6 separate regions of the Mus musculus genome follow, and regions 1, 2, 3, 4 and 6 are each linked to region 5. The links are chromatin contacts, called in public HiChIP or PLAC-seq and promoter capture Hi-C maps. All regions are on one chromosome and are shown on one strand. Each heading gives the region's core, a stretch centred on a gene start, on an enhancer-like site or on the middle of the called end of the contact. The rest is flanking DNA. Distances are from core to core; before and after follow the strand shown.

Region 1 (3,253 bases), core at 524-3,023, 540 kb after region 5:
CGGAGATGTGAAGCAGGAACTTGGAGAAAAGGAGATGTAGAGTGGACAAACTGTTACTGTGAGGAGATGCCAGCCTGTTACTTGGTAGACTACTTTAAAGACAGGGTTGGGGCTCTGTTAGTACACAGCTTGTCTAGCGTGGACAAGTCATGGGTTCTATTCACAGCTGCATAAAACCAGACCATAGTGACACGTCCGTAATCTAGGCACCTGGGAGGGGAAAGCAGGAGGGGTCAAGTGATCCTCTGCTACTCGGTGAGTTCAAGGCCAGTCAGGGCGACAAGAAACTTCATCACAAATAAATACATTAATTAAATTAAAATAGAATGAAAAGACTCCCTAAAAACAGCTTATTTAATGTAACTGCTCAAAATCAAATACAACGCTGCATATTAAAGTCATAGAGAAAGGAGCGAATCTGAAAAATACTGCATGCACTCCTATTTAAACTGCCTTGAAAGCCAAATCTTTCCACAAAGAGTGACTCTGGACTTTACTTAATGCAAATGAATGTCCCCATTTACAAAAAAAAAAAAAATCTGCTTAGTAACATTAGGCTAGATTAAAAACAAGATACACCTATTGACATTTCTATTTAGTTTAGTCAATTACGACCTCTAAAGCAACTGAAGCCACATTTTTCATGAGACTACTTGGCCCCTCAGGACGCAAGAACCATTTCCACCCCCAATCCCTGTGTCCTCCTTATTTTTCCTTTACCAGGCAACCCTGTGACTCTCACGGTGGCCGACACCGTAATCCTTTCCTAATTTATACAGTTCTTAGAGGCAAAGACTGTGTCTTCCTCTTTTGGTTTGCCTTCATTAAGTCCTTCACATTACCTTCCAAGTGACCAGGAAAGCTCTCGAGTTACAGAGAAGGCAGACTATCCTAAAATGGCAACTCACCGACCACGAACTATTACTGTATGTCGCTTTGTGTGGCCTCTCTTTGTCCCCACTTTCCGGATGAGAAAACAAGCAGAGAATGTCACTAACTTGCCAGAGAACAAGCTGATAAACAGGATGGAACCGAACTCAATACTTTGAAAAATAATAAAGGTCACACTGATAGAAACTGGTGGCTCTGGGTATGTTCGCTGCAATGTTCCAGCAAACCTGTCCCAAGAAGATGCCGGCTTACAGCATCCAGGGGGACAGCATTCCAAGCCATAAGCCCCTAAAGTCACCCGCTTGTTTCTGATACCCTAACTCCACAGACCGTCCAATGCCGTTTCCTTACTTTCCCAACCCCCCCCCCCCCCAGGTGCCGAGGCTGCTCCTCTACCCACCCCGATGTTTCGGCTGATGTTGTCCATCTTGATTGCGACCTGTTGGAAGAGCGGGTAGCAGGTCTGGCAGAGGCGCACGGGCCGAGCGCTGCGCACCATACAGGCGGTCAGCTCGGCGCTGCTATTGGCGAAGTCCATCAGCAGCTCCCGGCACTCAGGCTCCAGATCCGGCAGGTCCGGAGGTAGCAGTGACAGCGGCCCTAGACCTCCGCCCTGCAGCAAAGACAGGGTCAAGTCCTGCACCTCCAACAGCTGCTGCTCCGACAGCAGGTCCGCAAAGCCTGGGTGCCGACTGCTGGTGAAGGGGAGCGCGCACAGGGCGCACCTCCACCGCAGCAGCTGCAGCAGCAGCAGCGCCGGCAGCCACCGCCACGGCCACCCGCTACTGCGCGCCAGCTCCGCGTCCCGAGCCATCCCCGGGCCGGACTGTAACAGATAGCTCGCCCGGTGCTTCCGACAGCAGCCGCTTCCGGCTTCGGCCGGCGCAGGCCCTGAGTGGAGTCACGAGGTGAGTGCGTCACGGCCCCGCCCACCTGCCTCCGGAGGCGCGCGGGTGTGAGCGCGCCCCGCTTGGAGGTCTGTAGAGCTGCTGCAACCCCAGTGCATCCCAGGCCTCCGTCTTGCACGCTCTGCACCCTGCAGTTCCCCGCCTTCCATGAGCCTGTGGAGTTTGTTCTGGTTGCTGGAACTCCAGGGAGATGACTGCCGAGTGAGCTCCCAGAAAAACCCAGTAGACTGATGGTTTGGGCAGGTGTTCATTTTCATTGGCTCTGGATTAGTAAAATTTCTTCATCTCCTCTGGAGAGTGGATAACATCCGTTGGCAGTTCTGGTTTTGGAACTTGTGGCTTCAAAAGGCTTGATTGATTGATTTTAATTCTCAACTATCTACCCCGAACAGAACTTCCTGGGGTGATGAATATAGTCCACGTCTTAGTTAATAGGGAAGCCACTACCCACATGTAGCAGCTGAACCCTTGAATTGTAGCTACTACGATGATAGAACTAATTGTCCAATGTCACTTAATTTAAATATAACTATCTGACTAGTGACACCTGTGTACGGCTCGGATCTGGGTGTAGTGTTTTAGCGCAATAGAAATCCTACCTAATACATACACTTGAGCATACCCCACTATGTTATTATTATATATTCTATATTATACGATTATTATACCATATATTACATAACATATTGTAACATAATATGTAATATTAATATATAACATGTAATATGTGACACGTAGCATTTTATGATATGTTGTAATATGTTATATTGTATATTATGTAATGTATAATATATGTTATGATAATAAATATGTATACATTATATAATATTAATACATATAGGTATTTTTCTTCTTGGAGACAAGCCTCATGTAACTCAGGCTAGTTCTCTAACACACTAAGAAACATGTTTGCGCTATACCAGAGAATGGCCTTGAAATTCTGATCTTCCTGCCTCCCTGCTGAAAGTGCCACCATGTACCCCCATTGCCAGGTGTTTGTGGTGCTGGAGACCAAACCCAGGGCCTGGTGTGTGCTAAGCAAGCAAGCATTCTGTCAACCCAGAGACATGAGAGAGAGAGAGAGAGAGAGAGAGAGAGAGAGAGAACCATAATAACAAATCAAAAGAAAGCCTATTAATAAGTCATTGCAGTAGACACTGGAATAAAGCAAGAGGCCAGGATATAATGTGCTCAAGAGTAGGATGTGAGGGGTGGGGACATCCATGTAGAGACAGAGGTATGGGGAGGAGGTACGGGATGTGGATCAGTCGGAGAGTTGGGGGGGGTAATAAAATATGGAGTGTAAAATAATTAATTAATTAATTAAAAAGAGAAAGAAAGAAAAAAAAGAATAGGATAGGAAAAAAACCATTGTAGGGCCATCCAGCAAGATGGTTCAGCAGGTGTTGTGTTCATGGTTCCAGGGGGCTAGCATCCACAGCGGCAGGGGAGGC
Region 2 (3,498 bases), core at 22-2,521, 850 kb before region 5:
AGCTGTGTTGGTTGTGAGCCTAGCTGAGCCACTTCTATAACCAGTCCCAGGCACTTACTCGGGCACTTTGAGCTCTGCATTAATCCCTACCCACTATAACACAAAGCAGTGCACATCTGTCTGCTCCAGGAGCTAGGAGGACAGCAGAAGTGTGGGCCACAGGCTGAGGATTCCCACCCCTTACCTATCTGTACTGGGCTGTTTTCTTTTTTAAAGAGCCCAACACTGTTTTACGTAAGCTTCAGGGATTTTTCTGAGAAAAGGTATGTGGCTCTCTAACATAAGAGGATTCACTAGCAAGGATACAACCTTACCATTATTTTTAACAAAATCAATTGCAGGGAGATGGTCTCTCTGGTTTTGCAAAAGAAACTCAAATGAAGGAAAACAGGAAGGATAAAGTGAAAGGAGCTGACAGCTGTTTCCCACTCTTAGCCATGACCCTGAGTAAATGCAAGCACTTAACAAATATTGACTAAGGCAGAGTAATATCTGCCCCTTAAAAGGGAAACAGGAAAGACTTTAATTAAGCCCAGTATGATGAAGCACACAGAACCAGATGGAGTGTTAGGAGTTCAAGGCCAGCCTGGTCTCCATAGTGAGTTCCGGACCAGCCAATGCTTCACAGTGAGACTCTGTCTCATGAGAAGAAAGAAAAAAATTTAGAAATTATTATAATTATCAAATTAATAAACAGGTTCTGTTAAGACTCCATTGCAAGATGGCAGTTTTAGAGGATTTAATTTTGTTTTATTAACCAAAACGATTGTTGTCCAGTAATGACTGTTTTATTTTTTTTAATAGCTTTTATTTTAGATTACAATATAATTATATTATTTCCCCCATTCTTTTCTTCCCTCCAAACTCTCTCACAAATCCTCCCTTGCTCTATTGTAGCCTATTTATTTATGTATTTATTTATTTTGGGTTTTTCGAGACAGGGTTTCACTGTATTGCCCTGCTGTACTGGAACTCACTCTGTAGACCAGGCTGGCCTCGAACTCAGAAATCTGCCTACCCCTGCCTCCCAAGTGCTGGGATTAAGGGCGTGTGCCACCACTGCCTGGCAACATTTAGCCTTTCTTATGGTTCCTCTAGCCTAATTGTTAGGAGTGAAACTAAAATTTACTTCATTAGGCATGAAAAAGTACCCAACTTTCCAATTGGCTTTTGCTGTTGCAAACATTTATCAAGGTTGGCTTTTAGGCTAGGGAGATTTTAAGTGTCTAGTCCTTATGCAACTGTTCTTCAGAACTGAGTGTGTTATAGCCCTAGGCCTCACAGACCTCCAGAGGTGGGGGTGTGGGTTTGTTCCTTTTTATGCATGTTGATATCTGGCATGGCTAGATAGATGACAGTGATAAGATTCCCAGAATCTATAAAGCTTCTGCATGACTCCCAGTGTTTTCTTTCTATGTAGTAGAAAGAAACCATCTTGTAGGTTGTATTTTAGGCCATTACCCTACAGTCTTGGGGTTGTGGGTTTGTTTTGTGTTGTGTTGTGTTGTGTTTGTTTGGTTTTCGTTTTGACAGGGTCTCACTTTGTAGCTATCCTGGAACTCATTATTTAGACCAAGCTGACCTGGAACTCACAGAAATTCTCCTGCCTCTGCCTCTGACTCCTGGGTGCTGGGATTGAAGGCACTGTGTTTTAGGATAAACACTTGTACAATAACTTTACTGTGGCTGAGGCATCTAGAGGAAGTGAGGAGTCCTTACAGGTGATAGGAGCATCTGAGGTGTGTGAAAGGCTGCCCTGCAGCTAAGCCTGCCTCATGATGACCTCTGGGCCCACACATCTCCTGGCCTTTCATTCCCGCTCACCTAAGTCCTGGAGCAGCGTGTGAGATGATGATTGGAGTGGCCAGGTGCGTGGCTGCTGTTTGGATCTGGGTCATGAGGAAAGGGAAGTCACTGGTATCTCCTCCTCCCTCAGAGGCAGGTCTGAAGTAATGAGTGTGCCTCAGACAGCACTTCCTGTTTCAGAAGAGCACTAGGCCAGGCCCTTCCCTGGGACTGCAAACGATAGCTCTCTCCTCCTCTGGCCACTGATAAGAGACCTGCCTCAGGACGGTGTGTATCTTGAGTCCGGGAGATCACGAGTACAGGCTTACCAAACAGAATCAACCCTTGGGTCCATGCTAAGCCTTACTAGTGTATACCATGAGTGAAAGGAGCAAGCAGACAGGCATCCTGGGTTCAGCCTACTGTGAGGCCTAAATCACATGGGTTTCTACTTCGATGCCTCAGATTCAGTCATAAACATGGCCTGACTCTACCTGTATCAGTGTTACAGTAAGTGTGGGGAGCTTGTTTCACGAGAAAGCCGGGCAGCAGGTAGAGAGCATCCGTTTTTGCCTCTCCCCACTCATTCTTTCCTAATAGAATCCTAGGTTTGTCAGATGTCTGTTCTCTGAATGGACACAGTGTCCTTCAGGCTCCAGGCTCAAAGGAGCAGGTCCAGGAACTGGTTTGTCGTGTAATGACATGTGACAAGAAATGGCTTTTGGGATATTTCCTCATTTCTGAGGAAGATGCACAAGAAGATAGCCTGGCATTTCTGTGATGTCTGGAACTGGAGAAGCCACAGAATCTAGAAGCAGTTGAGTTCACTGATTAAGCTCAGGAGCTCTTCTTAGTTTATATGTTAATAAACATTTTTTTTTATTGGTTTCTCTGAGCTAGATTTTGGGTTACTTAGAGGGGAAAGGATCCTGTACTATAAACAGGCAAGGATTGGCTCACAAGCAAAATATGTAGAAAGAACAAACAGCTTTGCCATCTTTGGACCATTTAACATGGATGGTGCAATAGAAGAGACAGCTCAGTTCTTGGACACCTGCCTTCACTCTCATAGGGGGCACACGAGAACATTTTCATCTCTTCAATCTCCAATAAATAAATATATATATTTTACTCCAAAGATCAGTATTAAGGACAGTAGACTATCTATACAATTTTGCTCTACTGCCCCAATTTATAAGAAATGATACTGTTTCAGGGTGTGGGTGTCTTTTCTCGCTTCCTATTCCTCTTGGCATATTTGTGAGCAGAGGGCAGATGGTTAGGGATAGAGAAGAGCTTGTGAAGAAAGGCTTTATGAAAGGTGTATCTGCGTAAGTCTTCCTACCTCCTCAGCTGTCGGGTGCTTCTCAGCTGTTATTCTCCAGTGTGTGTGTGTGTGTGTGTGTGTGTGTGTGTGTGTGTGTGTGTGTGTGTATGTGTGTGTAAATTATTAAAGAGTTGCCTGAAGAACTCTTTTACTTTGTTTGTTTTTCTGATAGAGCTTCTCTATGTAGCCCAAGATGATTTTTATATAGTATCAAATGTTGCATGAGATAGATCTGTTACGTTCTAACTAAAGAAATCATACAATTTCATCTCTGTTCCTTGGGGTTCCACTATGCAAACCCAGGTGACCTTGAACTCGGAGTCCTTCCTCCTCCACTTCCTGGAACTAGGATTATAGAATACCTCACGATGACAGCCCTATGAGAT
Region 3 (3,101 bases), core at 560-3,059, 780 kb before region 5:
TTTGTATTACCTTTTAAGTTACAGATACAAAAGAGAGCAATGGGCCAGATATGTGAAATGCCTTGGCTAAATTCACACAGATATTAGTGTGAGAGCCAGGACTGAGGCCAAGGCAGGCAAATGCCAACACAACACATTCTGCTATTGTGAAAGAACACATTGTGTACACTAAAGACATTATTCCCAGTAATAAGTAATTAGACCTAAGAAATGTGAATGAGCTGGGAGACTCTGCCCTAGACACATTAACAAAGTCAGTTAACAAATTATGGTATAGCCGTATGGTTAAAAAATTTGCTTCTACTAATGTTTGTGTAAAATTCCAAGGAAGTCAGTCTTAGGACCCTGGAAGTTATAATGTTAACTCATCCTTTTGTCTTAGCAAAAGGCAAGCAGCCAAGCAAGCCCTATGAACACTGCCATTTTCATTCTAGTAAAATATTTATGCATATGAAACCACTGGGAATAAGGCAGAATGCTGATGAGCAGCAGGTTTAGGAAAGATTTAAAAACACTTTCCATGTTCAGAGGGACAGCTCAGTGGATACAGTGTGAGGACCTGAGACCCATAGAAAAGGTGGTCATGGGAATGAGTGTCTCTAATCCCAGCATTCCCGTAGTGAGATGGAAGATGGAGCCAAGAAAAGCTTGGCAGCTCCCAGACCTGACAACTTGGGTGTGCAGTGCTGAACATCGAGAGACTGTCTCAGCAAAGTCGAACCTTGACACCCATGGTTGTCCTCTGACTTCACACATGCATGCATGCATGCATAAATACATACTGCGCATTTAAAATATGGGAAGGCATTAAGTATTTAAATTTGTTCCTTATACCTTGTAATGTCTGCCAGTTCAGTGCCACTCACTGTGAATGAATATGAATACTTGGTAAATTAATAGTTTCTTAGATTTATAGTCTCATCTGTCATATGTAGGTAAGATACTTTATATTAAAAATATGTGCTAGTGTTTGTAGGATTGTTTAGGAAGTTTCATGGGAAAGCAGATACACACCAGGGGATGCGGACTTTGTGGTCTCTTTGGCAGCTGGTTTGTATGTCGACTTAACACCAGGCTGCTAACTGCCCTGTTGCTTTGTCCTTGCAGCCCCGCCAGACCCAAACATGTGGAACTAAATCTGAAAACTCCGAAGAATCCTGACAGTTTGGGAAATGAGCACAACTCATTTAGCCAGCCAGTTCATAAGGGGAACACAGCCAACAAAATCTCCTTATTTGAAAACAAGCGGGCTAACAGTAGCCCCCGCCACCCCGACGTCCGTAACACAAGGAACAATCCTCCCTCTAGTAAGACATTTGTTGGGAGGGCGAAGCTGAACTTAGCCAAAAAGGCCAAAGAAATGGAGCAACCCGAAAAGAAAGCTGTGTCAACCAGCCACCAGAATGGCCTGGTGGTCAAAGAGCCATCTGCAGAAGGGAAAGGCACAGCAGTCCCTGTCCCCAGAGAAGAGATTCGTCCAGCCACCAGAGGAGGGGAAGGAGAGTCCACCAAGGATCAGGTCCTCCGCCCTGAGCCTGAGCAAAGTGATAAGCTGGATGTACAAACAGACACTGCCTATCCTTCCCACCCAGGGCCCACTGCTCTGGTTCCTGTGAAGGACTCTGAGCTCTCAGGAGAGGGCCAGCCAGAGGCTGCTGACAGCAAAGGCCCCGTCCTTAACAACACAAGTGATGTTGCACAGGACATCGCTGCCATTTGTGATGCCAGAGAGGCTCCCCCAAAGCCACAGGATGCATTTTCTGACTCACAGCCAGCTTCAGCGGCTGAGTCAGCTAGGGAGTCATCTCTCCCGCCTTCTGCACCCATTTCTGTGGACGCTCCCCAAGATGGCTGTGTTCAAGTTCCCATATGCAGTGTTCCCTGCACTGCTCTAGAAGTGTCAGAAAACCACAATGGGTGTGTTTCGCCAGTCTCTCCTCACACTGAGAAAACTCCCATCTCCAAACCTGGAGTGGGAGAAGCCAGTCCCCCTTCCACTCCAGAGCACAGCCCAGAAACTATGGGGAAAGACTGTCCCTCCAAAGTCCTCGTCCAGGTCCGGTCCTTTGTGCTTCCCGTGGAGAATCCTCAGGATGTGAGCTCTCAGGTCATCTCAGAGAGCTCTGAAGTTAGAGAGGCACAGCTGCCAAGCTGTCACAGTAATGAGCCTGAAGTGGTGTCTGTCACCACTTGTGTTCCGCAGCACGAGGATGCACCAGACACATCACCCAAGGACATCCATCACAGAGAAGGACATGTGGCACAGTCTCGACCACACATCACACAGTCAGGACCTGAGAAGGCTCCGCCCATCCAGAGCAGCAGTGGGATGCCCCAGACAGCGGAGTTCATCCTCACCCACTCTCCCAGCAGCAGAAGTCATGCAGAAGGCCCCCAAAGGCCAGGTCAAGATGCGACCAGCCCACTTACCCCTACCAGGCTTTTGAACATTTCTGCTGGTAGTGACAATAGTGTCTTGGATTCTTCTTCTGATATGGAAAAATTCACTGAAATTATTAAAAAGATGGACAGTGCAGTATGTGTGCCCCAGAAAAAGAAGAAGGCCCGGGTCCCAAACTCTCCAGCCCCTCACTTCGCTATGCCTCCCATTCACGAGGACAGTTTGGAAAAGGTGTTTGATCCCAACGTGTTCACCATTGGTTTAGGGAAGAAGAAGGAAAGCCTGGCAGAGGTGTCACCAGCTTTGCACTTGTTGCAGAACCACGACCCCATATCCAAACTGAGAGCCAAGCGTGCATCCACCGAGCAGAGCATCGTCTTCAAGTCCTTGCACACTAACAGTAATGGGAAGAGCGAGCCACAGACCACTTCAGAAGCAAGTGACAAGGAGAACAGGGACATCAACAGCGGCGGCGTTAAGAGGTCACGGCTAGAAAACAGCACGCTTTTCTCAAGCATGCTTTCTTCTCTGCCACAAGACAAAGTCTTTTCTCCCTCCGTGACGTCAGTCAACACAATGAGCACATCTTTTAGCACTTCTCAGAACAGCTCCGTATCTCAGTCATCAGTGGTACAGCCCAGGAAGGAGGGTGGCCTGCCCTGTGGCTCAGACAAAGAACAGCCACACCTTGCACCCCACA
Region 4 (3,027 bases), core at 440-2,939, 680 kb before region 5:
TAAGAATACATTTAAGGAATGCTCTCCCCAAGCTGTTCAATATGACCCAGCAAGAGAAATTAGGATAACATTATCCCAGCTTCAGCGGGTGTATAACAAGAAAACACATTTAAGCTGGAGGTGGGGAGTGGGGAATGGGGATATGAGAAATGACGAGGATGCTGTGCCCCTATCAGGAGTTCTGCTCTGTTGCTTGGTACACTGGGCCTATAACAGAAGCTGTGAACCGTGGGACAGCAAGAAGGATACAGGAATTACATAGACCCAGACTCTGAACTGATGGGGAAACATAGCCAAACTCTGGAGCCTGTGCTGGACCCTAAAATTACCACAGAGCAAATTAACTGTAGATATCACTTCTCGGTCCCAACTCATATGTGAAAGGAAACAAACACATTTAATAAAAGATTAAAGTATACCTTAGCAGTTGTGACAACAAAACGTCGTAAATATTTGCAGGGATAGTATCAGAAACCAGATGGCTCTGCCTATAGTGGTGCTTGCTACCAAGCCTGGTGGTCAGTTTAATGCCCGGAGCCTACCTGGTAGAAGGAAGAAACTCACTCCCACAAGATGTCCTTTGACCTCCACTTGGGCCCTGTTCCACACACCCAAACACAAAATAAATACATGTAATAAGAAACCTAAATGACTCCCTCACGCCAACCTAAATGTAGTCTATTAACTAGGTGTGGTCTACACCTGCTAAATCCCAGGCCTGGAGAGGCAGAGCAGGAGGGCGGCAGAGTGGAGACTAGTCAGTGGTATACAATGAATTGGAGGCCAGCCTGGGCTAGACAACGACCCCTTGTTTCAAAAGAAAAACAACAAAACACCTGTGTGCCCAGTGAATTTTGATTTAAAACCAAACAAACCCGGACAACTTACTTCTCATATTAACATCTATAGGATTTACACTGGCAGCGTGGACTTTGATAATGACTTCATTTGGATAGTGTATGATAGGTAACATCATGTTCTGGGTGAATCGAAGGACTTCATTCTTTCCATATTTATCTATCACCCAAGCGGGCATGACAGTGCTCCTCGCAGACGTAGTACTAATGCCTCTAAATGGTGGCTTTGGGATAACTGTCCTTCTCCAGAAGCAGGCGGCGGCACAAGCACTTCTTCTAAGTACACAGGTCTTCAAAACGCCCATCCTGAGCAGGGATGGAGAACGTTTCCTCGAAAAAAAGAAAAGAAAAAAAGAAAAAGAAAAAAGAAAGGAGGAGCGGGGGTGGGGGGTGCGACGGTGGAGAGAAAGGACCTGAAGCAGGTCAAACTAACACATTTCAATTCAGCCAAAATCTGCCAAACCCACAGGTCAATTAAGCGAGGGGGAGCTTTCAGAAGCAAACTCAACCTAAAGCCGCGACGGAATTAAAATAGAATTGCTACTGTGCTCCCCACGTCAGAAATGTCCCAGTTGGCGTCCAGTCAGTACACTGGCCATTCCTTCCTTACGCTCTCCTTCCCCTTAAGGAAAAAAAAGCAAGCAAGCAGGGAGTCCTCAGAGGGACAAGCAAACAAGGCTAGCAATTCCTAGGTCAGGCGGATTCCTGACACGACCCCGGCCGCGGTCTCCTTGCCTGTCCGCGCGCCTCCGGTCGCCGGCGCGCGAGCCAATCGTGTGCAGAGATCATTTCCGCCGCCCGGAACTCGACCAATCCAGGCGCTCGTTGTTAAAGAGGAGCCAAGATGTCTGCGCCCATGTAACGCCGGTGGCAGAGATTGACTCCTTCCTCTGTTCCGGGACCCGGTGCTACCGGCTGACTCCGAGGGCTATGCTGGGCCGGACTCTCCGAGAAGTGAGTGGACATGGCCAGGAGGGGACCAGGGAGGGCTGAGACACTGGAGGACTCGGAAGTTCAAGGTCGCCCCGGGTCACGCCGCACGGCACGCCCCCCCCCCCCGACCGCCTACATTCCTGAGTGGGAAGTGGGATTCGAACCTAAGCTCTTACCGTACACGCTGAGTCAATCCCCTAGAGTCAGAACGTCAAAAAGTTTGAACCCCTGAGCCGTGGAGTGGAACGACAGTCAACCCGCGCGATTAGGGAGAGGTTTCTCAGACAAGCCATCTCAGTCCCGTCGCTGCTGTGCTCGCTTAGGGACGGGGCGGTTTTGTAGCATGCACATTTGAAACAAACAAAAAAATTGGTGGCTTAAAAAAAAAAACAAAAAAAAACTAGGATTTCTACCACATCGTGTTTGAACATCTACTTAAGCTGTAGGTCGCAACCACAAATGTAGGAGAAAATGTGACAGCAGTTTTGAAAGGGAAGGAGGAGTGTTCCTGAGACAGTGGGCAAAGTTAATTCAAAAATCAAACTGTGAGTTGTGAGTTCAAGGTGTTTCTGACCGCACCCAGCGGTGCTTCCTCACGACTCTCTGCAGCAGGGTATGTGTGCACTGCCCAGCAAATGCTGCCGGAAACATCTCAACTCAGAATCGAGAGTATTGTTTATTAAGATTTAACATATGAGCAACTTTTCTAAACTTGTAGAAACATAATTATTTAATTTCAGAAAGCAAAACCTTTTAATATTTTACTAAATCGTTTTTCAGCTTGTCATACCCTAAGTGTGAAATGCGTGCATCTTTGGGATTTGTTGCTTTAAGGTGCTTGATTCTAAAAATGGCTGAGTTATTGACTTGAGTCTCATTCAAAAATCACTAAATAAGTTTTGATGTGAGATTATTCAGCTTTTTCCCAATATGGCGCTAAACATGCTCCTACAATTTTGTACAACATATTTATGCAAAGTGGTGTTCTCAGCACTGATATATCAAATCAAAATATTGGTAAACTGAAAAAAAATGAAAAACGTTGAGGAAACCTACAGCCAGGATTTAATTCTTTATTTAAAAATAAGCAAGTCTATGCATTTATTGGTATGCAGGTTTACTTTCATCTTTAATAGTAGAATTATGTACACCAAATAATTTTGTAAATATCTATATTTATTTATTTATTTATCTATTGTATATGGGTCTTTTGACTGCATGTATGTCTGCACACCAG
Region 5 (3,261 bases), core at 232-2,731:
AATTTGCTGGTTTAGCTAGACGAAATGTCCATCACACTGCAGAGATCTCCAGTTTTCACATCCTCAGTACTGGTATGAAAAACCTCCACTTTTGTTGCTGGCGATCCAAACCAGGTTGTAGGACTTGTTCAACAAGTACTTTGGCAAAGACATCTCCCCTAATCCTCTTTGTACTAGTTTTATTCTCATAACTTTTCTGTGTGCTTGAAATAAACTACGAAACATGAGGTATGAGTTGTTTTTTAAGTGATAAATTTTTTTTTAAACCCTAGTGACAAGTTTAACACTAGTCTGGCATTAAGTGGTAAAAGCGTCAGAGGAAACTGACTTCAATCTAGATAGTCCAATACCTGGATATTTGGGGGTTTTTTTGTTTGTTTGTTTTTTGAAACAGGGTTTCTCTGTGTAGCCCTGGCTGTCCTCGAACTCAGAAATCCGCCTGCCTCTGCCTCCCAAGTGCTGGGATTAAAGGCGTGCGCCACCACTGCCCGGAGCTGTCTATTCTGCCTGTCTCTCTTGTCTTAATCTTTCTGTAGGTAAACAGCTTAACTTGCTCTGTAGACCAGGCTGGCCTTGAACTCAGAGATCGCACTGCCTTTGCCTCCCAAGCTCTGGGATTAAAGGCATGCACCACCATTGCCCGGCTCTATTCCATTTTTAAAATACCACTTCTTGACTGTGACTAAATAAGTATACATCTCTGATACCTTGACAAGCCATGAAGCATCTGCATCTCTAAAAGTGAAGAGAAACTGTAAAACACGTTCAAGTTTTTCTTTTACGAAAACCATTTATCCTGGGCCAAGTAGAAGAATGTTAAAGGGACACCAAAGAATACCTTAAAAGTTCAAAAGAAAGTTAGAATCAAGGAACTGGCCAGACCCAGAGTTACCATGGGTCGCTCACCTGGCAGTGGTAAGCAGAGGGTGTCCCGTCCCCACCAGCTTCCGCACCTGCATGGCGATATTGCTGAGCTCGTCGCTCAGCAGGCAGCGCAGGCTCATGAAGGATGCGGGGTAGCCCACGATCTTCTCCGCCTCGGACACCACCTGGTTCCAATGGGCCGGTGACCTGGAGGAGCGCCCGCGCCAGGAGCCCGCCGAGGAGATGCTGTCGAGGGATCTGAAGTACCACCAGTGGCGACTGGGGGGACCTGAAGCCCCGAGGTAACCGGACAAGCGCAACAGCAGCTGCCGGAGGCTCATAGTTTTGAGTCTGAGAGGGTCGGGGACCTGAGGAAGGTGGCCAGAAATGACACGGGAAGCAAACAAGGGCTGAGGAGAAACTTTCAGAATCTAACAGGAGACGGCGATTCCAAACCCTCAGAGAAGTATGGCTTTCTGGAGCCGTAACCAGGAATAACGTTTGCTGCTTCTGCAGCGCAGACTGGCGTAACCCCAGCGGCTGCTCAGAACTGCACTGGATACCTGCGCTGGTAACCACAGCCAGTGCCTACATGGGGGGCGCCATGTTGGAGGCATGAAATGCGGCCTGCCGTAAAGATAGGGGCGGGCTGATGAGCGGCAAAGAGTGCTCTTTACTTTACGGCACAGCTGGGACCTCCCCACTAAGGGGCGGACCCTCAGTGATGACCGGAAGGCGAGAGATGGAAGGGAGCCTGTGCCCCAGGACGTCGGTGTCCGCCCTTTGGCACCCCGCTAGCCCTGGATCTAGGCGCTCTCGGGGTCTCTGCAGCGTTTCTCCCGGCCCAACGCAGAGTGAAGCTTATGTAAATAAATGTCTGTATCGTGGGTCCGCGGCGAGATCGTAGGCCCGTGGCGCAGGCTCGTCCGGAAGCCTTTTGCTCCTGGGCGCCTTAGGCCCTTGGTGGGGGCCGCGGACCCGGGAGGGCGGCCCCGCTAGCTGGGCGACGACGTCTCCTCCGCGGCCCCCCCAGAGCTGGAACGCAAGTGGATCGGTGAGGCTGAGCCCTGCTTCCCTCAGCTTCCTGGCCGAAGTGCCAGGATTTCTGTGAAAAATCCAGAAAATAAGGATGCTGTGAGAATGGAATGAAACGTCGCTTGCTCCGGGACTGAAAATTCACTGGCATGAGTGCATTTCACATATTAGCTCACTTAATCTTTTGTTGAGTTTTAAAGATAATACTATTCCCCGGATTTTAGGGGGGATGGGGGGGAACGGAATGAGGCACAGCCAAATTGTAAGTTGTTATGGTCACATTAAGCAAAATGTGAACCTAGAGGATCTGGTATCTTTTTTTCTCCTCTCCTTTGGGTACTAGGGATAGAGGCCAGGCCTCATGCAGTAATGCTAGGCTAGTGCTCTACTTCGGAACCACATACCCGACCTAACAATTTGGTTATTTGAATACATACTCTTAACCACAACATTAAGTAATATGTTACCAAAAATTCTTTCTCATTGCTAAAGTAAAATTGTCAGTGTGACGACGCTTTCAGTGTTGGATGGAACGTTTTTTTTTTCCCCTAGGCCACAGTGGCCTGAGACTTCTTACTGTGTAGCAAACTGACCTGTAACTTCTTGACCCCATCCACCTCTCAAGTCCTGGGATTACAGACGAGGGCCAGAGGGCCACTCTGCTCTTCGGGTGCCACCTATTCAAGCACGTCTAGCATCTTGCCCTTTCTAATTAGACAAAACAAGTGTTGAAGTCCTTGTTAATCATAAAAAAATTAAAAATTACAAAACCTTAAATTCAATCCCTTGGGAAGAAAAAAGTAACATTAAGATCAGTAATATAAAAATAATAAACGACTTGTTACCTACATTTTACACTCAGGAATGGTTTTTAAAATTCATGTGAGCTTTCAAAATTCATAGTTGGTATTTTTTAAGCTCACATTATGTAAATGAACTAGAAAAACAAAGAGAAATTGTTCACACAAGATGCTTTTAGCCACAGAAGGTTTAGCGGCAAACTCCCTTTGAGTGCCAAGTCTCCTGTGATTTAAAGATTCTGTTTTTGAGCCAGGAATGGTGGTGCTTACAAGCACTCAGGAGGCAGAGGCAGAAGGATCTCTAGGTTCAAGAGCAGCCTGGTCTACATAGCCAGTTCTAGGCTAGCCAGGGCTCCAGAGTGAGGGCTCCATAGATAAAACAGCATATTAATTAAAGGTGAATTATATTTAAAAACAGTCTCCCCATAAGGGAGTTCCTATGTAAGATTCCTAGCAATAAAATCCAAGTATACTACTATGTAAAAATAAATGTAAAAGGTGAAATATTTTATCATTCTAAAGAGTTCTAAGACCTAAGCTGGGTTGTCCAAGGAGAAGGAAG
Region 6 (3,499 bases), core at 661-3,160, 930 kb before region 5:
GCCATCTTTCCAGCCTGCCAAATTTTAACCACATGGATTCCTTTTCTCTGAGGTGGAACCTGGAAAGCCAACATTTTCCTTGTAGTTAGCAAGCAGCTAAAGGACTCAGATTCAAATTAGGTGTAAAATAGATTTAAAAACTGGAATTTGGGGACTGGATAATGGCAAGATGGCTCAGCGGTTAAGAGCAGTCCACTGCTCTTCCAGAGGTCCTGGGTTCAATTCCCAGCAACCACATGGTGGCTCACAACCATCTGTAATGGGATTTGAGTCCCTCTTCCTTCATGCAGGTGTACATGCAGATAGAACAAACGCACACACATAAATACACAAACATAATATATATGTGTGTGTGTATGTGTGTGTGTGTACAGATCTTTTAAAATTTGGAATTTTTTAAACACTTTTGAAGAAACATGAAAATGCTACAAAACCATTTGTTACCTTGTCCCTGCAGGATTCACCAGTGCTGAGCATATATGCACATCCTCTTACTGAGTTTGAACCCCTGTGTGTGTCTCCAATAGAAATGAATGCTTATGTCTGAGGACCACACCAGCTTTACTTATAATAACTCCAACATGAAAACAATCTATATGTCCACCCACAGTTGACTATGGGATAGTCATACCATGCAATAGGAGTACACATTTTTTAATGGCCAGAAGCAAGAATATAAATAATTTTCACACACTAATACCGAGTGGAGGTATTTTCTTTCCTTTTGTTGTTGTTTTGTTTCATTTTTGTTATGTTTTTTGGTTTGTTTTGGTTTTGGTTTATTGAGACAAGGTTTCTCTGTGTAGCTCTGGCTGTCCAGGAACTCACTCTGTAGACCACCAGGGTGGCCTGAAACTTACAGAGATCTGTCTGCCTCTGCCTCTCAAGTGCTGGAATAACAGGCATGTGTTCCTGGGCCCACCATGATTTGTATGCTTTAACCACAATGTAGTCTATATCTTGTAACAAACGTAAAGAAAATAATGGAATAATAATGCATGTTCTCTGGATGAGTAAGTGAAGGATTGAAATCATGAGCTGCATCTGCAAAGAAGCGAAGAAGAAGGCTTTGCAGCGTGGTGGCATTCCGTTTTAGAGCAGTGGTCTTAAGCCTCTTCGTATGTTAATGATGTCCAAAGGATTGTTACTGAACTTCCTTCGCTTAATACCACTGCCTTTGCATATTAGTGCTGCTTAAGTAAAGAAAGTTACTAGCAGTAAAAGATGTGACGCATACCTTATGGGTCTGACGTTCAATTCACTGTGAGGCGTATATTGAGCCCTTTCAGAACTGCAAAGCTTCGCTAATGTCCTTCTCCGTGTGGTTTTTAATCCCTTGATGCTTTACGGGATGCGAATCCAAACTAATTCTTCAGACTCTTGAGGAGAGTGGAGAAGTTGGCACTCCCGTGCTTACAAACAGCATCACAAACCGCCCAGCACGTGATTGCCCAAACCACCCAGAGTGAAGGAGTCCTAATTGCTGGGCGGCCTGGACAGGGGACGTGCCTCTCCCATCCTTCTCCAGATGGGGTTGGCTAAGCAGCCACTCACCCAGCCAGCCGGATTGCCAAGAGCTGCCAAGGAACTCCAGTGGGTGACCCACTGCAGCTGCACCCCTGCTATTACAGAAACCGGACCAGGCTCCGGTTGGGGGGGGGCAGTTCCCGACATGTCCGGTAGGGGGCGGCGCTGCGCCGCATCCGGGGGCGAGGGGCGGGATTGTGGTACCCGAGGCTCCCGAGACCTCTGCACCTGGCCGCGCGGGGGCACTGTGGAGCGACCCAGCCAGCTCCCGCCTCCCAGCCTTGCTTAGTCGCTGTCCTTTAACCCTCCACTGTCCCTCGCAGGGGCAAGGGGGCGGGGTCCGGCGCCGAGCGTGATAGGGCAGGCAAGCGAGCGCCCAGGTGAGTTCTTCCAGCACCGCTGGGCCCCGGGGAGGACTGAGTCTGAGCCCGCAGAAGAGGCACAAGAGGAGATGCCGTTGTCGCCACCATCGCAGGGCGACCCCAGGGAGGCCAGCCCGTCCAAGGCCCCCAAGAAACACCCCACCTTCCATATCTGGCGCTCCAAGAAGAAGCAGTCTCCATCGTCCAGCTGTGGGGTGTTTATCCCTCACCCGCCCGGGGCTTTCGGGGAGACCAGGTAAGCGCTGAGTGTTCCGATCCCCTCCTGCTCCGTGGCTCAGCCGGTTTTGCAAAGTTCGTCCCGCCCCGAAACTATACCACAGGGTCCAGGACCCTCAGCCTGTACTCTAGAGTCTCATTCATGGGACCTTAGTTTTGACTTTCTTAAGTCTGCACCTGCAGCTGAGAAAAGCAGGGCAGCCAAGGGTTGGAATCAAAAATGAATGCCTTTAGGAATGCCTTGGAGCTCTGGAAATACTCTAATTTTAGCGCCTTAATCGTAAAGTACCTCATGTTCATGGATATTAGTCTCCACTATTCTCACAGATCCAGAGGAGGAGGAAGTAGAGGGGCTAGCTGACTCTATTAAATGGATAGAGAAAAGGTGGCCTTGGGGTAAATGTCCCCCAGAGACTCAGTGAGTAGCCAAACCAGGGAGTACCTCGTTCTTAAAATATAAGGATTGCGACTGTACCTTAGTGACAGGGTGCTGGCCCAGCTTGTGACAGTCCCAAGGTTCACGTCTCAACACCAAAAGGAAAAAAACTTGGCTCCTGTTTTAAATTATACATAGATTGTGTGTGTGTGTGTGTGTGTGTGTGTGTTGGTTTTATTGTGCATGTGTAACTTTCAGTTATCCTATCAGAATTGATGGTTAGTTTCCTGTCTATCAAAATGTAATAACACACGACTCTTGGTATTTTATTCAAGAGAAAACAAACTGATACCAAAGTGACAAGTAGATTTTCCTTCTCGAACCTTTCTGTGTTTTAGGCCATCAGGAAACACTTCATTCTGTCCTTCAGAACTCCGAGGAACTCTGTGTTAACAAAAGCTCTGGAAACAAATGTACTTGCCAGCCCTTGGGATATTTTTCTAGTCTGGGCATCTTTACAAGCATTTCACTCCACCTGGGAGGAAGTTCTAGAAGTTCAAAGCAGACGGCCAGATGATCAGTGCAGCTTCCACTGCGCCCAGGTCCTAGCACAGACTTTATTGTTGTTGTTTTCATTATCACTTAGAGTCCCAGGTTTAGCCCAGACCCAACGGAACCTTCACCCTCATTCCACAGCCTTCCGGGCACTGGGAATTCAGGCTGTGTTGCCATCACAGCTTCCTTCCCCATCCCTCATCATCTCTAGAACATTCTTAATACCGAATATGCTATAAGTGCTGTATACGTGGTGGTGAAATATCTTACTTAGGAAATAATGTCAAGGAAAAATAGTTGTATAGACAATACAGATACAGTATTTTTCACTAGTATTTTCTCTCTATTTTTAAATTTAGTATTTACTTTTAATGGTGTGTGTGTGTGTCTGTCTGTGTGTGTGTGTGTGTGTGTGCACGTGCGCATTGCACAGACACCCTAG

Evidence for each region. Promoter capture Hi-C pulls out the DNA fragments that hold promoters and counts their contacts. HiChIP or PLAC-seq counts read pairs in DNA pulled down with a chosen protein or histone mark.
Region 1: a promoter capture Hi-C map of pre-B cells shows a contact between it and region 5, with 2.5 times the contacts expected there. The contact joins the promoter of Ostm1 here to the promoter of Pdss2 in region 5. A contact is called at or near these places in 1 of 39 promoter capture datasets (pre-B cells) and 1 of 484 Hi-C or Micro-C datasets (muscle stem cells).
Region 2: a promoter capture Hi-C map of pre-B cells shows a contact between it and region 5, with 2.3 times the contacts expected there. The contact joins the enhancer-like site here to the promoter of Pdss2 in region 5. A contact is called at or near these places in 2 of 39 promoter capture datasets (the C10 cell line and pre-B cells), 1 of 15 datasets of contacts at CTCF or cohesin (large pre-B cells), 4 of 484 Hi-C or Micro-C datasets (B cells, the Ba/F3 cell line, pre-B cells and 1 more) and 3 of 115 datasets of contacts at active chromatin or transcription factors (bone marrow-derived macrophages, large pre-B cells and pro-B cells).
Region 3: a contact with region 5 is called in an H3K4me3 HiChIP or PLAC-seq map of bone marrow-derived macrophages, with 5 times the contacts expected there. The contact joins the enhancer-like site here to the promoter of Pdss2 in region 5. A contact is called at or near these places in 4 of 484 Hi-C or Micro-C datasets (B cells, CD4 T cells, LSK cells and 1 more), 3 of 115 datasets of contacts at active chromatin or transcription factors (bone marrow-derived macrophages, large pre-B cells and pancreatic cancer cells) and 1 of 9 other capture datasets (adipose tissue).
Region 4: a contact with region 5 is called in a promoter capture Hi-C map of liver, with 3 times the contacts expected there. The contact joins the promoter of Qrsl1 here to the promoter of Pdss2 in region 5. A contact is called at or near these places in 3 of 39 promoter capture datasets (hippocampal neurons and liver), 2 of 484 Hi-C or Micro-C datasets (CD4 T cells and palatal mesenchyme) and 2 of 9 other capture datasets (adipose tissue and liver).
Region 6: a contact with region 5 is called in a promoter capture Hi-C map of pre-B cells, with 7 times the contacts expected there. The contact joins the promoter of Crybg1 here to the promoter of Pdss2 in region 5. A contact is called at or near these places in 3 of 39 promoter capture datasets (liver and pre-B cells), 1 of 15 datasets of contacts at CTCF or cohesin (large pre-B cells), 1 of 484 Hi-C or Micro-C datasets (pro-B cells) and 2 of 115 datasets of contacts at active chromatin or transcription factors (bone marrow-derived macrophages and large pre-B cells).

What each region holds. Positions count from the first base shown.
Region 1 is chr10:42,677,436-42,680,688 of GRCm38.p6, reverse strand. It overlaps Ostm1 (osteopetrosis associated transmembrane protein 1), which reads right to left and starts at 1,773. Exons shown (of 6, transcript NM_172416.3): 1 at 1,292-1,773. The coding sequence starts at 1,705.
Region 2 is chr10:44,067,789-44,071,286 of GRCm38.p6, reverse strand. All of the region lies in intron 1 of Crybg1 (crystallin beta-gamma domain containing 1), which reads left to right. Among named protein-coding and RNA genes, the nearest start is that of Crybg1, 79 kb to the left of the region's middle. Within about 2 kb of position 1,271, at least 122 of the 459 cell types and tissues checked have an H3K27ac peak or open chromatin away from gene starts, as enhancers often do. A contact at or near this core is called in B cells, the Ba/F3 cell line, bone marrow-derived macrophages and 2 more, where this site is marked.
Region 3 is chr10:43,997,354-44,000,454 of GRCm38.p6, reverse strand. It overlaps Crybg1 (crystallin beta-gamma domain containing 1), which reads left to right. Exons shown (of 22, transcript NM_001368305.1): 4 at 1,108-3,101. Among named protein-coding and RNA genes, the nearest start is that of Gm40636, 31 kb to the right of the region's middle. Within about 2 kb of position 1,809, at least 80 of the 459 cell types and tissues checked have an H3K27ac peak or open chromatin away from gene starts, as enhancers often do. A contact at or near this core is called in bone marrow-derived macrophages, pancreatic cancer cells and regulatory T cells, where this site is marked.
Region 4 is chr10:43,900,398-43,903,424 of GRCm38.p6, reverse strand. Qrsl1 (glutaminyl-tRNA synthase (glutamine-hydrolyzing)-like 1) reads left to right here and starts at 1,689. Exons shown (of 11, transcript NM_001081054.2): 1 at 1,689-1,811. The coding sequence starts at 1,788. It overlaps Rtn4ip1 (reticulon 4 interacting protein 1), which reads right to left and starts at 1,618. Exons shown (of 9, transcript NM_130892.5): 1 at 889-1,618. The coding sequence starts at 1,162.
Region 5 is chr10:43,219,706-43,222,966 of GRCm38.p6, reverse strand. It overlaps Pdss2 (prenyl (solanesyl) diphosphate synthase, subunit 2), which reads right to left and starts at 1,481. Exons shown (of 8, transcript NM_027772.2): 1 at 907-1,481. The coding sequence starts at 1,205.
Region 6 is chr10:44,147,239-44,150,737 of GRCm38.p6, reverse strand. It overlaps Crybg1 (crystallin beta-gamma domain containing 1), which reads left to right and starts at 1,910. Exons shown (of 22, transcript NM_001368305.1): 1 at 1,910-2,145. The coding sequence starts at 1,979.